Linked DNA regions of Arachis hypogaea: region 1 is linked to region 2. A link is a contact called in public Hi-C data. All regions are on one chromosome and are shown on one strand. The core of a region is the stretch at or near the end of the contact, and the rest is flanking DNA. Distances in the headings are between cores, read along the strand shown.

Region 1 (5,610 bases), core at 2,814-5,313, 300 kb before region 2:
GCGAAAGGAAAATACAAAGAACTAACCTTTGTGAAGAAGAAGATAAAGAGGCAAACACTCCAGAACACCAGCAGACGAAAGCGCAAGGGATTTGAGTTAGAACAGAAAGGAAGCGTCGAAAACGAAAGAAAAGAAAGAAGGAGGGAAAGGTATTTATAAGATACCAGGGGCATAATCGTAAAACAGTTCAGTCATTAAAAGAACGCGTCGTTACCAATGTAACCGTCCCTCCCCCCCCCCACCCCCCACGTGTAAATGCAAAAACCAAACGGACGCGACGTTTGATTAGATGCGACGATTGAAAAATTCAAAATCACGTCGGTTTCAAAATTAAAAGCACGTCAGTTTTCCGACTTGAACGAAAATACCGACTTAAGCGTCCCCGAGCTCAATTAATACTCGAATCCAACTCGTAACTAAGAGATCGGACTCGAGTAGGGGCACTGTTCATACCCTACCCCAAAACATAAGCCAGGCCTAATCAAGGCAAGAGGCCCAATCCAAAAGGTTGGCCTTCACTGACTATCCGACCTCCACTAAGAAGTTGGGGTCGACACCAGCAAGCAGTCATCACTTATCTAAGTGAATAACTGCCTCTTAAATCTCTCACCCACTTTTAGAAGAGAGATCCCAACAACCCTAAGATAAAGGGGCGGTTATCCACTATTAGAAGTGGAACTAATTCAGCGGTGATTATTGGTTCCTTCCCTATAAATACACTGACACCCTCAGGTAAACTTAAGTTCCAATATTCTGAACCTACTTAACCTCTTGCTGACTTAGACATCAGAGTGTCTTCGCAGGTACCACCACCCCTCCTTTTTCTTCAAAGCACACAACTCGGACGGTGGCTCCCAGACAGGAACAAGTTGGAGGCCACCTTCCTTCAACGTTTGGGCATTCCATTCGAGCCCAATCATCCGGTTCTAGGTAAACTCCGAAACAAGTCTATATGCTAATAATCATTTTTTTTTTGCGCTTCCAAACTTAAAGAAAGACCTATTGTAGAAAGATAGGTGAGCTTTCTGAAAATTAACTAGTAATTAAAGGTTTAAAAAAAAGGCGAAAAATCAAACACCGTAAACTTTAAATATAAGCATATAAAATATAATAAATAAAAAACTAAAATTTATTTAATTAACAAAAAATTCAATACTCTTTGCTTAATAAAGAGTGTATAAACTATAAAGGATAACATAATTAGTAAAGAAGGTCTCAACCATTTTATCAAGCATGAAACCTTGATAGCATGAATTAATAATGATGATATTATTATTATTATTAGGTTTAATTACTCTGTTGACCCTATAATTTTGCAAAATTTTCAATTAGATTCCTATACTTTTTTTCCTTTTAATTTAGTTCTTGCACGAATTAGGTTCCACTTGACAATAATTGGTTTAATTATATAGAGACCCAACTAAAAAAAAAAAAATTAGTGCAGAGACCCAAATAAAAGGAAAAAAAAAAGTATAAGAACCCAATTAAAAAAAAATGGTACAATGACTCAATTAAAAGGAAAAAAAAAATATAAGAACCTAATTAAAAATTTTGCAAAACTCCAGAGACCAATAGAGTAATTAAATCTTTCTATTATTACTATTATTATTATTATTCATAATAGTTGTACACACACCACGACAGTAACAAGTAACGAGACAAACTTTTCACCAACGAAATACTACAAGACTAAAGTTGAAAAAATATGTTTAAATATGCTATCAATTGTCTTAGGTCATTCAGGTCACTTGCCAAAGGTTTAATTGATTTGCCCAAGTGATTACCATATATACTCTCACTCTGTTTTTGGTCAAATTTTGAACAGAGTTAAGACATACATAATGAGAATTAAAATGAAGAACGTGGCGTAGCTGATAACGGGTAATAGCTTCTCAATTAGCCGCCACAGGCTTCACCTTCTCTCGCATGAACTGCAGTATATGATCGCGTTTCCAATTATCGATTCTGCAACGGGGAAGAGATATTCAATCAGAAACAAGCTAAAACACCATGTTTTACCTTTAAATCCTAGCACGCAAGAAAGGCATCATTTTGTTGGCAGGGTTCATTGTTAAAGAGAACTAAAACCTTCCCCCTAACTAGTAGATTCTTTTATTTCAATGGAAAGAGCTTTTCCCACACAATTAAACTATTCATTTACACATAAAAAAGCTTTGGTATTTGTTAATGTTACCGATCAATTCCATAAGTATTGTAATGGAGGTTATCAGTACATTACACAACAATTGTTTATCAAAACTATGTCAGGTCTTTTAGTATTCACAGCATCTAAAACACAGACATCTATGATCTATGGGAAGTCACTGCATTTTAATCGATCCTAAAAAACCAAAGTTCTGATAGCAAGATGCTCCGACAAGAAGATCAGAAGTCAGGACATTATCCTACTAGATGTGGTAACCGAATCAAAGTCTATCATGGATGAAGCAAGAAGTTAAAACTATAATTTAATTTAATTAAAGAAGTCATACCTGATTGTTTCTTTCTGATCACCTGCATGATCCAGCATGATTAGCTTTGGTGGGGAATTAAAAACATATTGAACTTTGACGGTTGGAAATTTATCCTTCTCCTCTTCAATGAAGCCAACAACTTCAGGATAGAAAACAAGCTTCCTCATGCAAACTTCCAAAATGGCTCCAGAGTATGCAACCTAAAGAAAACAATAAACAACCATTAGTACTATTTTTTGCATGCATAGCACTCTCATGAAGGATCCAGGATTTTCATTATTACTTCAAAAGCCAAAACTCTGATGCCGGTTAAGGCAAACTGAAAATTAAAATAGTATCACTCACCTTCCAATTTCACTTGAACTTAGTGTGTGTGTATATGGTGTTGGAAGATTCCAAACCATAGTTTGAAGGATGCAAACTGAATTTCAACTCTTTTATTTTACAATTTAACTCAAACCATGGTTTGATTTGGACAAGAAATAAAGAAAAGTTGCTTTCCCCTTGAATCAAATTATGACTTACCATCTACAAACCAAAACACTCTAAGGCCCCGTTCGGTAACTACGGACACATGCACACATGCAAATAGAGATAATTTGCCTAACTCTGTACTTGTCTCCTTCATCAAACAAGTTTGTGTCACCAAATGTCTCAGTATTTTCCTTTTATTTTCCTAAAGTTGATAAATTCTCGACCTTGAAAGGGAGAAAAGTACAGCATAGTGTATCTTTAAACAAAATCCAGCACTACACTAGTTCCTCAAATGCAATTTGGTGAGACCACAAGATATTATTCAACAATAATAATACACATGAAGTAATATAATTTGCATCAATAATAGTGCACATGAAGTATACTAGTTTCTTTCTATTTGTAACTAAGAGTAATTAGTAAATGGTAATTGCAGTTATCATAATATAAGTATTAGTGATTAATTGTGAAATCATCGTTTCCTAACTATATATAATTATCTATATACCTTGGCAGTGGCATCATTGGAATCTTCCGTGCAACACTTGTAACAATCCGATACCAGCTCTGCAACCGGAATTCTGAGCTCAATTCAAAATATGGAACTAACCAAAAATAAATAAATAAAGCACGAGATCGAAAATTAAAAAGAAAAAGGAAAATTGAGATCGGAAATTGAAGAATGGAGATTACCTTTGTCTTTGACGTACTCGGAGAAAGTCTTGCAATCGGAGCACAGAGCGAGACCGGAGAATCCAAGATTCTCGCATTCTCTTGTGCTCAGTTGCTCCGCTGATGTACCGATACTCAAGGCGGCCAACAAGACCACAACCACCACCGCCGCCGCAACGCCGTAGCTACTCAGCCATCTCCTCTTCATCTCTCTCAGTCTCTCTCTCCCTCTGTGTGCGAGATCCAACGAGCTGAAGAAATATGAGAGGGCTGGACTCATTCAATGGGCCTTATTGTCACGCTAAGGTTCTCGTCTTTTGTGCTTTAATTGGATCATACTCAAAAGAGAAGAGGAGTCTTGTCAAGACCAGAAAAAGAAAAATAAGAAAGGAGTCTCTTTGACCCCGGAAAAAACATTATTTAAAAAAGAAAGAAAGAAAAACAGTTATGGAGTTAATTTGTATATAATTTAAAGGTTAAAAAATATATTTCAAAAAATTATATTCTCAAAAGTGTTATATCCGGATATTAAAAAATGTTTATTTAGTATATAAATGGTTATGAATTGTTTTTAATATTCACAAGAATAAGTTACAAACATATTTATTCATTAAAAGAAAAAAATATTTGACAATTAATATAGTAATTTTACATGCTAATATTTAGAATTTAATTTTGATTTTAATTTTGATGTATTGACAGTATAAAATATTTTATATAGTTTTCTAATTATATTCGTTCTTTTATATAATCATTTACGTGATCAATATAAAATGTAATTATTTTTGTTGACGTTAAGTAATTGGATATACATAAACTGTTTTTAATATTGGATATACATATCAAATATTCGTTTTCTGTAATGGAAATAAGAATTTCAAAATTCGGATAACTATTTTTTCCTGAGAATAATTATTTTTATGAATTAAATTTTAAAATTTCAAACAAATATATGAATGATTTTTTTTATAGACAATTTTTTAGAATAAATTAACAAATATTCTCATTATCTAGCATTTTCCTCAAACTTGGATCGTATAGCTTGGGCATTAGTCTGTTTCTAGATTTGACAAGGAAAGCCAATGAGAGAATATTCGTTTTTTGATGAATAAGTTTTAGATAGTGGCTAGTAATTGTATGTAATAAAATAGTTGAATAAATAATGTTACCAATATTTGGCGCAAAGACAACCCAAGTTTTGCAAGGGAAGTAACTTTTTTTCTATTCCAACAGTTGTAAACAAAATGATTTTCATTTTCCGTGTGGGTGTTAAAGAACAAAGATTTAACACTAGAATCCCGGGTAAGAACAAGCTGAAAGTTATCAAGACGTTGCCTCTACATATTATATTAGATCTGCGTATTAAAAGAATGACTAACAAAAAATCTTTACAATATTATTACACAAATAAATAAAATCCTAATCTGATGTCGCTGGAAATCTTAGTTTTCCAGTGCCACCGCAGGAGGCAAAGATGCCATATCAGTCTCATCATCAGTAGTATGCGGCTTTATGTACGAACGAGCAACCTCCAACATCACTTCAACTTCTTTCTTGTACTACATGGATGAACCACCATTTTATAGGTTAATTTAAAACTGTTACTACTTACTACCTAAGATTTGAAGGAACTACTGAATCAGATTGTTAATCGATCAAAGAATCAACCAACCTCATTGACTGCCCCTGACTTTATTTTCGATTGCATCACACACCATTTCTTAAAATGTGCACCTGCAGAAAAAATTGCTTATAATTAGTCCTGAACATAAAGGTTCAAAAAAATGCCAATGCCTTTCATTTTGGTCCCCTCAAGGTAAGATACAACTAAAGTATCCAGAAATCTCTTCTGGATGCAGTTACATGTCTATCACTCAGGGATCGTAGGTTTTACAAAAGGGTCTCCATACCTAAAAGCAATAAACTAAATGCCCCATATAACCAAATGTAAAATATGAAAAAAAGGGCTCATTTCTCAATTCGTTTCATG
Region 2 (5,738 bases), core at 1,519-4,018:
TAAGAAAATGGTGGACCTATTTTCATGGTTTGCTTTTCCACACGGTGCTTTTGGATTCTTACCAACCCTGCCTCAGCTCAAACCAAAAGAGGGTCTTTGCCGTGTCTGATTTTATTTTTTTGACTTAGGACTAATCCAAGACTTTCTCAAAAGGTAAAAACATGGTGATTGAATCTTTGTTAATTTGGAATAATTAACATTAAGAGAAATGTTTGGGTATTACAGTCTTACTAAAATATTAATCTTCACATATGCTGTGTGCTCAATTTTTTTCCAAGTATAAAAAAAGAGGAGATTTATTGTATGGTAGAAATAAATTTTTTTTTTGTTGATAATATTCTGAAAAGTAATTCTTTTATTAATTATGATTAGGGTAAAGGTAGATAATTGATTTAGTCTCTAAAAAGATTATAGCGTTAACAATTTAGTACCTAAAAGAAATGAATATGAAACATTTTTTTATGATTAAGGTCTGGTTAGGTAAATTTTTGACTTTTCATAAATAGTTTATTAAAGTTAGTATTTTAAAGATATTTTTTAAAGATTATGGCACCTATAGTTGGTAAATAAAAATAAAAATAAAAATAATTTCAATAAATACAAAAGACAAAATTCATATTTGGTAAAATTGTTTTAAACATTTAAAATAACATTAATATATATAATATTAAAAAGTAAAAATAAATATAAAAATTAATTAATATATAATATTATATTAAACTTTTCAACTTTAAAAAATATAAATATATTTTCAAAAAGCTTTATAAAACTGAACCTAAATTATCAACACTACACATTTGGCCCTCTAGTATTCTTAAGAATTTATCTGAGATTAGAATATCTGGAAAAACAAGAAGTTAAGCGGGTTAATTATCTACTTTTTATTATTAAAAAAAAAAGTCAAACTTACGTTGAATCGATAACCAAAAAAAAAAAAAAAAACGATAAAACCAAAAAATTGAATTATATTATTAAAAAGAAGAAAGACATAAGACTTTCATGAAAGCAAATAAAGTGATGGGGTTTCATAAATATCCACTTACAGCCCATAACGAAGTTTTTCTTTGCAAGTAATCACCATTAGTATTTTTATTTTATTTTTATTCCTTATTCATGAATCATGACACTATCAATTTTAAGGGAATGTTACAAATCAAAATCAAGTAACAATACGTGACAAGATAGAAACTTTCAGTACTTTTGATGGGATGCAAAGTTCAAAAATCCCCTTTTTTCTCAATTTATATTTTCATATAAAAATAATAATTAAAATATTAATACTTATTATATTAAAATATTTAATTAATTATCCAATAATCTTTGACTATCATAATCATATTCATATATTTTTTTTAATAATCACAAATTATTAATATACAAAAAGTGTTTCCAGAAGCAGAAGTACCCCAACAGAGGGGCATAGAAGTAGGTGCAAAAACCTGAAAAAGTAGATAAATAGTGGCTAAAAAGAGAATTTAGAAATTTAGATTCTCTAAAATAAAAAAATTAATAAAATGATAAAATAAAAAATAAATTATTATTAAATTTATAATTTTAATAAAATATATATTTTATTATCTTAATTCCAAAATATTAAAAAAAAATAATTTGTTTAGTTTAGAAAATTTTATTCCCAAAAGAAATGGCACCATGAAGCGCGTGTTCACACCGCCTTTGATGGAGCGTAGGGGTGTAACCGGGATTCCGCTCTCACCAAGCTACATGCCACTCTCATAAATATAAATATCTATTTTTCTTTTCTTCTTTTTTTTTTTGATAATTATTTTTCTTTTCTTCTTATTATTTTTATTTACCCCTCAATCTTTTTTCTTCCTCTGTTTTTTTGGGGTCAGAAGAACTCAGATCTCAAAGTTATCATACATAAGCTGAGTTTAGTTAACTAGTTCCACAAAAAAAGAATTCAAATATATCAAAACAAAAATATGATGAAAATATTATCTTCTGATTTGTGTGTTTAAGTTTTTAAACATTTCAATAAATAAAAAATTAGACAATTTATTTAAGAACAAAGATACTTTGTATACTTAAGTAAACTATACATATATGTTTCTTTCTTCTAACATGTTTGTATTTCTCTCATTCTCTGTAATTGTATTTAAAAACATATATAAATATAAGAAAAGTTTAGGGGGCAACAACTTTGTTAAATTCTGGTTATGTAACCAACAAAAAAAAAGTAAGTCATTGGATAAAAATTCACACCAATCTCACACCATTAAAACCATTATTGATGGCTATTTGATGGCTACAAATCATAAAAATTGTTGACCCCTAGCATTCCTCATAAATATATAAACAGTAAGAAGCCAGGCAAAAATTGTAGTTTCACATTTTTGTCTCAATTATCTAACACTTTTTTAATATTGCTAACTTAATATAAAAAATTAGTTATCAAATCAGTTATTTATATAGAATATATATTATAATATAAAATATATATTAAAAATGAATTAAATAAAATATATATTTTTTAGTGATTAATTTTTTGTATGTAAGTAACATTTTTAGGGTTAATATTTATGTGTTTTCTATTTTGAATCGGTCATAAAAAAAACAAAAAAATCTAAAAGGTATATCATAACTTAGATATACTAATTAGTATTGAAACCACCTAAATTTTCTAAAAATAAATGTTACAAGAGTAACAATGTAGGAAAATAATGTTGATACGGTAGTAACAATAATGAGAGTTGTAATGAATAGAATTATTAATATAAGGAAGAAGTAAAATAAGGAAGAAGACACCAAACTCAACCGTTTTTAATAATAAGTGGGTATGTAATGCAATGTAATAATGCAAGTAATTCCCTTTGTTGGTGTACACGTAGCCTTCCCATTGAAGTAAAGTTAGTTGAACTTGTCCACATTGAGTGACAAAGTGGCCAACTTATTACAGCCACCTTTTTTTTTCCTCCTCTTCTTTTTCTCTCATCATCATCATCATTATGAAAACTATAGGAAAGTAAAAAATATATAAATCAAACAGAGAAAAAAAAAGTTTATTATATATGATATATCCCACACACAAAAGGTGAATGAAAGGTGGCTATAGCTACTAGAACGGAGGAAAAAAAGAAAAGAAAAGAAAAATTTTAAGCTTGCTTCATTACAAGCACAAAGGGAATTAGATTCCAAGCCAACCCAAGAGAGAAAGATTTAATCTTTTGAAGAAATCCAGCTAGAAGAGAAGAATTAAGAATCATCATGTGGTGCTGGAAAGAAGCAGCAGGCTAAAGTAAAAAGAGAGAGAGAGAGAGAGAGTTTTATTTTCTCTACTTTGCAAGCTTCATTCTATCTCATTCTGTACACACAGACACAGCACACTTTTTTTTTTGTTTTTTGGCAACAGTTTGAGGGTACTGCCAACTAATAAGGTACTTAATGAATTATGATCTGTGTGTTTGATGTGTTGGAAGTTGGAATCTTTTTGAGATTTCACCTTTTGGGTTGTGGTTAATTTTGTAAATTGCTAAGGTTATGGGCGTTAATTATGAACATGGGACATGTCTGAATTATTGTTCTTTCTTCTTAGTTCTTACTACTCCCTTTTCTTTGCTTCCCAATTCTTCTCTCCTCAAAATCATAAACTCAACCCTTCACCTCGGGATCCTTTAACTCCATTTCTCAACTCTGGAGCTTGTCAGAATCAGAAGAAGAAGAAGAAAATTATTATTATTATTATTATTTTGTTGAGAGTATTACTATTCTCTCTCTCTCTCTCTCTCTCTCTCTGTTTATTTTTTTAATTTTTTTTAACAGTCACAAAACTTAAAAATTGATATTTCTCTCCGACATGTTCCTGAATTGGTCTCTAGTGTCTAATTTTAGTTGACAGGATCATGTAAGATTTTCTTTCTTCTCATTTTAACTTTGTTTGTAGAACGAAAATTCATCTCGTTTTCTTTTTACCCTCATTTTTCTTAATTTTCTGGCGTTTTATATTGATAATTTTAACTTGTCCATAAGGTTTCTTTGAAAATTTTCAGTTTATACTTTGTGCTCACCTTAAAAATTATACTTCATACTCTTTCTGTGTCTCTTTGATTGATCATGTTATGTAACCCTTAATTTGATGTTCTTGCCATTACTAGTAACAAAATTAATGGATTAAATTTGAGTGGAGCATTCTTAATAAATTTCATTTCTTTTTTTATTTAAATATTTTTTTAATTATTTATATGAATTATTTTTTGGCCTCAACAGCTTCAAAATTAAGTAGACATGCTGCCTCTTTTCTGGTCATCATTCTGGTGAGTGTTTATTAGATATTTATTTATTATTTTTTTTTTCTAAAAGAATCCAAGATTGTATAAACATGAATGTGATCTTGATCTTACAACACTGGATTCATGTTATATTTGGAGTTTGCTAAAATCATAAACTCTTTACAGGAAAAGATACTAATGCTACTGATATGGGAAAGAAGGGTAGTTGGTTTTCTGCAATAAAGAGGGTTTTCACACACCACTCCAAGGAGAAGCAAGTACCTAATGTAATTGATTTTATTTATATTTATTTATTTATGATGTGGAAAATCTTGATCCTATTTGGCATGTTCTTGATTTTTCTTTTTGTTGTTGTTAGGTTTGGTTTTCTTGTTACTGATAGAGACTTGTAGTAGTATTAAAATACTTAATCATTTCTAATATTACGAAATTTTGGGATTCTGGTCTATAAGAATGTAGATGAATATAATTATGTTGTATAAAGTCATAAACTAAAAGGATCTGATAGATGCCAATTAAGTTGTTTCATAATCAGTAATAGAAAATTTGAAATGTAGAAGATAGAATACTAATGTTTTTGTGCTCATTTTCTATATGGAAAGGAAGCAAAATCTGCAAACTAATGTTTATTTTGTTTGAAACCAATCATCATAGAACTCTGTCTTCACTCTTCAAAATTTGCAACAAGCTCTTTTTACAACATGCAAGATTATTAACATCTTCGCGAGTTGTGTCATACGATTGAAGTTTATCTAAGCTCCGAGATTTGGTGAACTTTCGAGTTTGATAACCTTGCCAATATAACAGGATTCGGAGAACAAAAGCTCGAAAGATAAGAAGAAGAAAGGCCTAGGAAAACTAAGGCATGGAGAGACCAATTCATTCATCCCCCTCTTCAGAGAGCCAAGCAGCATTGAGAAAATCTTTGGCGACTTTGAAAGAGAGCAACAATTACTATCTGTAAGGCCTCCAACGCCTCTCGAGCAACCAAAACCAGCCCCTGTTGTCCCTCCTAGAGCTGCTTCTCCAAGGGCTCCTTCTCCGAGGGCTCCATCTCCAAGAGCTGCGTCTCCGAAGGCTCCTTCTCCGCGTGCTACCTCTCCCAAAGCTACTTCTTCCAGGGTTGTTCATCACCACAAGGAGGTTGGCTATAGACCGGAACCAACTTTAAGGAACCAACATGCCGCGGCATCTAAGATCCAGGCTGTTTATAGAGGCTATATGGTAAACTTCCAAATTTTCTACTGAATAATTTTGATTGGAAAGTAGAATCTTGCAAGTTTCCAATACAATTTTTCTTTGGGAAAAAAAAAAAAAACTTTTCAATTCATAAACCTGTTTCTTAAGGACACTTGTTAGTAAAGCTCTTAGAACACATGCAAGTACTTCAGAAGGAGTAACGGGAATCCTAACATATATATTTGAAATTTTTACTCGTTAACTCATTTTCTGTCGAAATCTTGCAATACAGGCCAGGAGGAGTTTTAGAGC

The links. A called contact is a pair of places that touch in the nucleus more often than the background predicts.
Region 1: a Hi-C map of leaf shows a contact between it and region 2, with 2.6 times the contacts expected there. The contact joins the promoter of LOC112784075 here to the promoter of LOC112786703 in region 2. A contact is called at or near these places in 2 of 8 Hi-C or Micro-C datasets (both in leaf).

Annotation. Positions count from the first base shown.
Region 1 is chr20:42,845,104-42,850,713 of arahy.Tifrunner.gnm2.J5K5, reverse strand. It overlaps LOC112784075, which reads right to left and starts at 4,063. Exons shown (of 4, transcript XM_025827187.2): 1 at 3,642-4,063; 2 at 3,457-3,515; 3 at 2,493-2,674; 4 at 1,573-1,965. The coding sequence starts at 3,900. The coding sequence ends at 1,893. It overlaps LOC112784036 (BAG-associated GRAM protein 1), which reads right to left. Exons shown (of 18, transcript XM_025827124.3): 17 at 5,293-5,354; 18 at 4,854-5,179. The coding sequence ends at 5,063.
Region 2 is chr20:42,541,433-42,547,170 of arahy.Tifrunner.gnm2.J5K5, reverse strand. LOC112786703 (protein IQ-DOMAIN 13) reads left to right here and starts at 2,768. Exons shown (of 8, transcript XM_025830074.3): 1 at 2,768-3,395; 2 at 4,225-4,271; 3 at 4,413-4,513; 4 at 5,055-5,471; 5 at 5,719-5,738. The coding sequence starts at 4,436.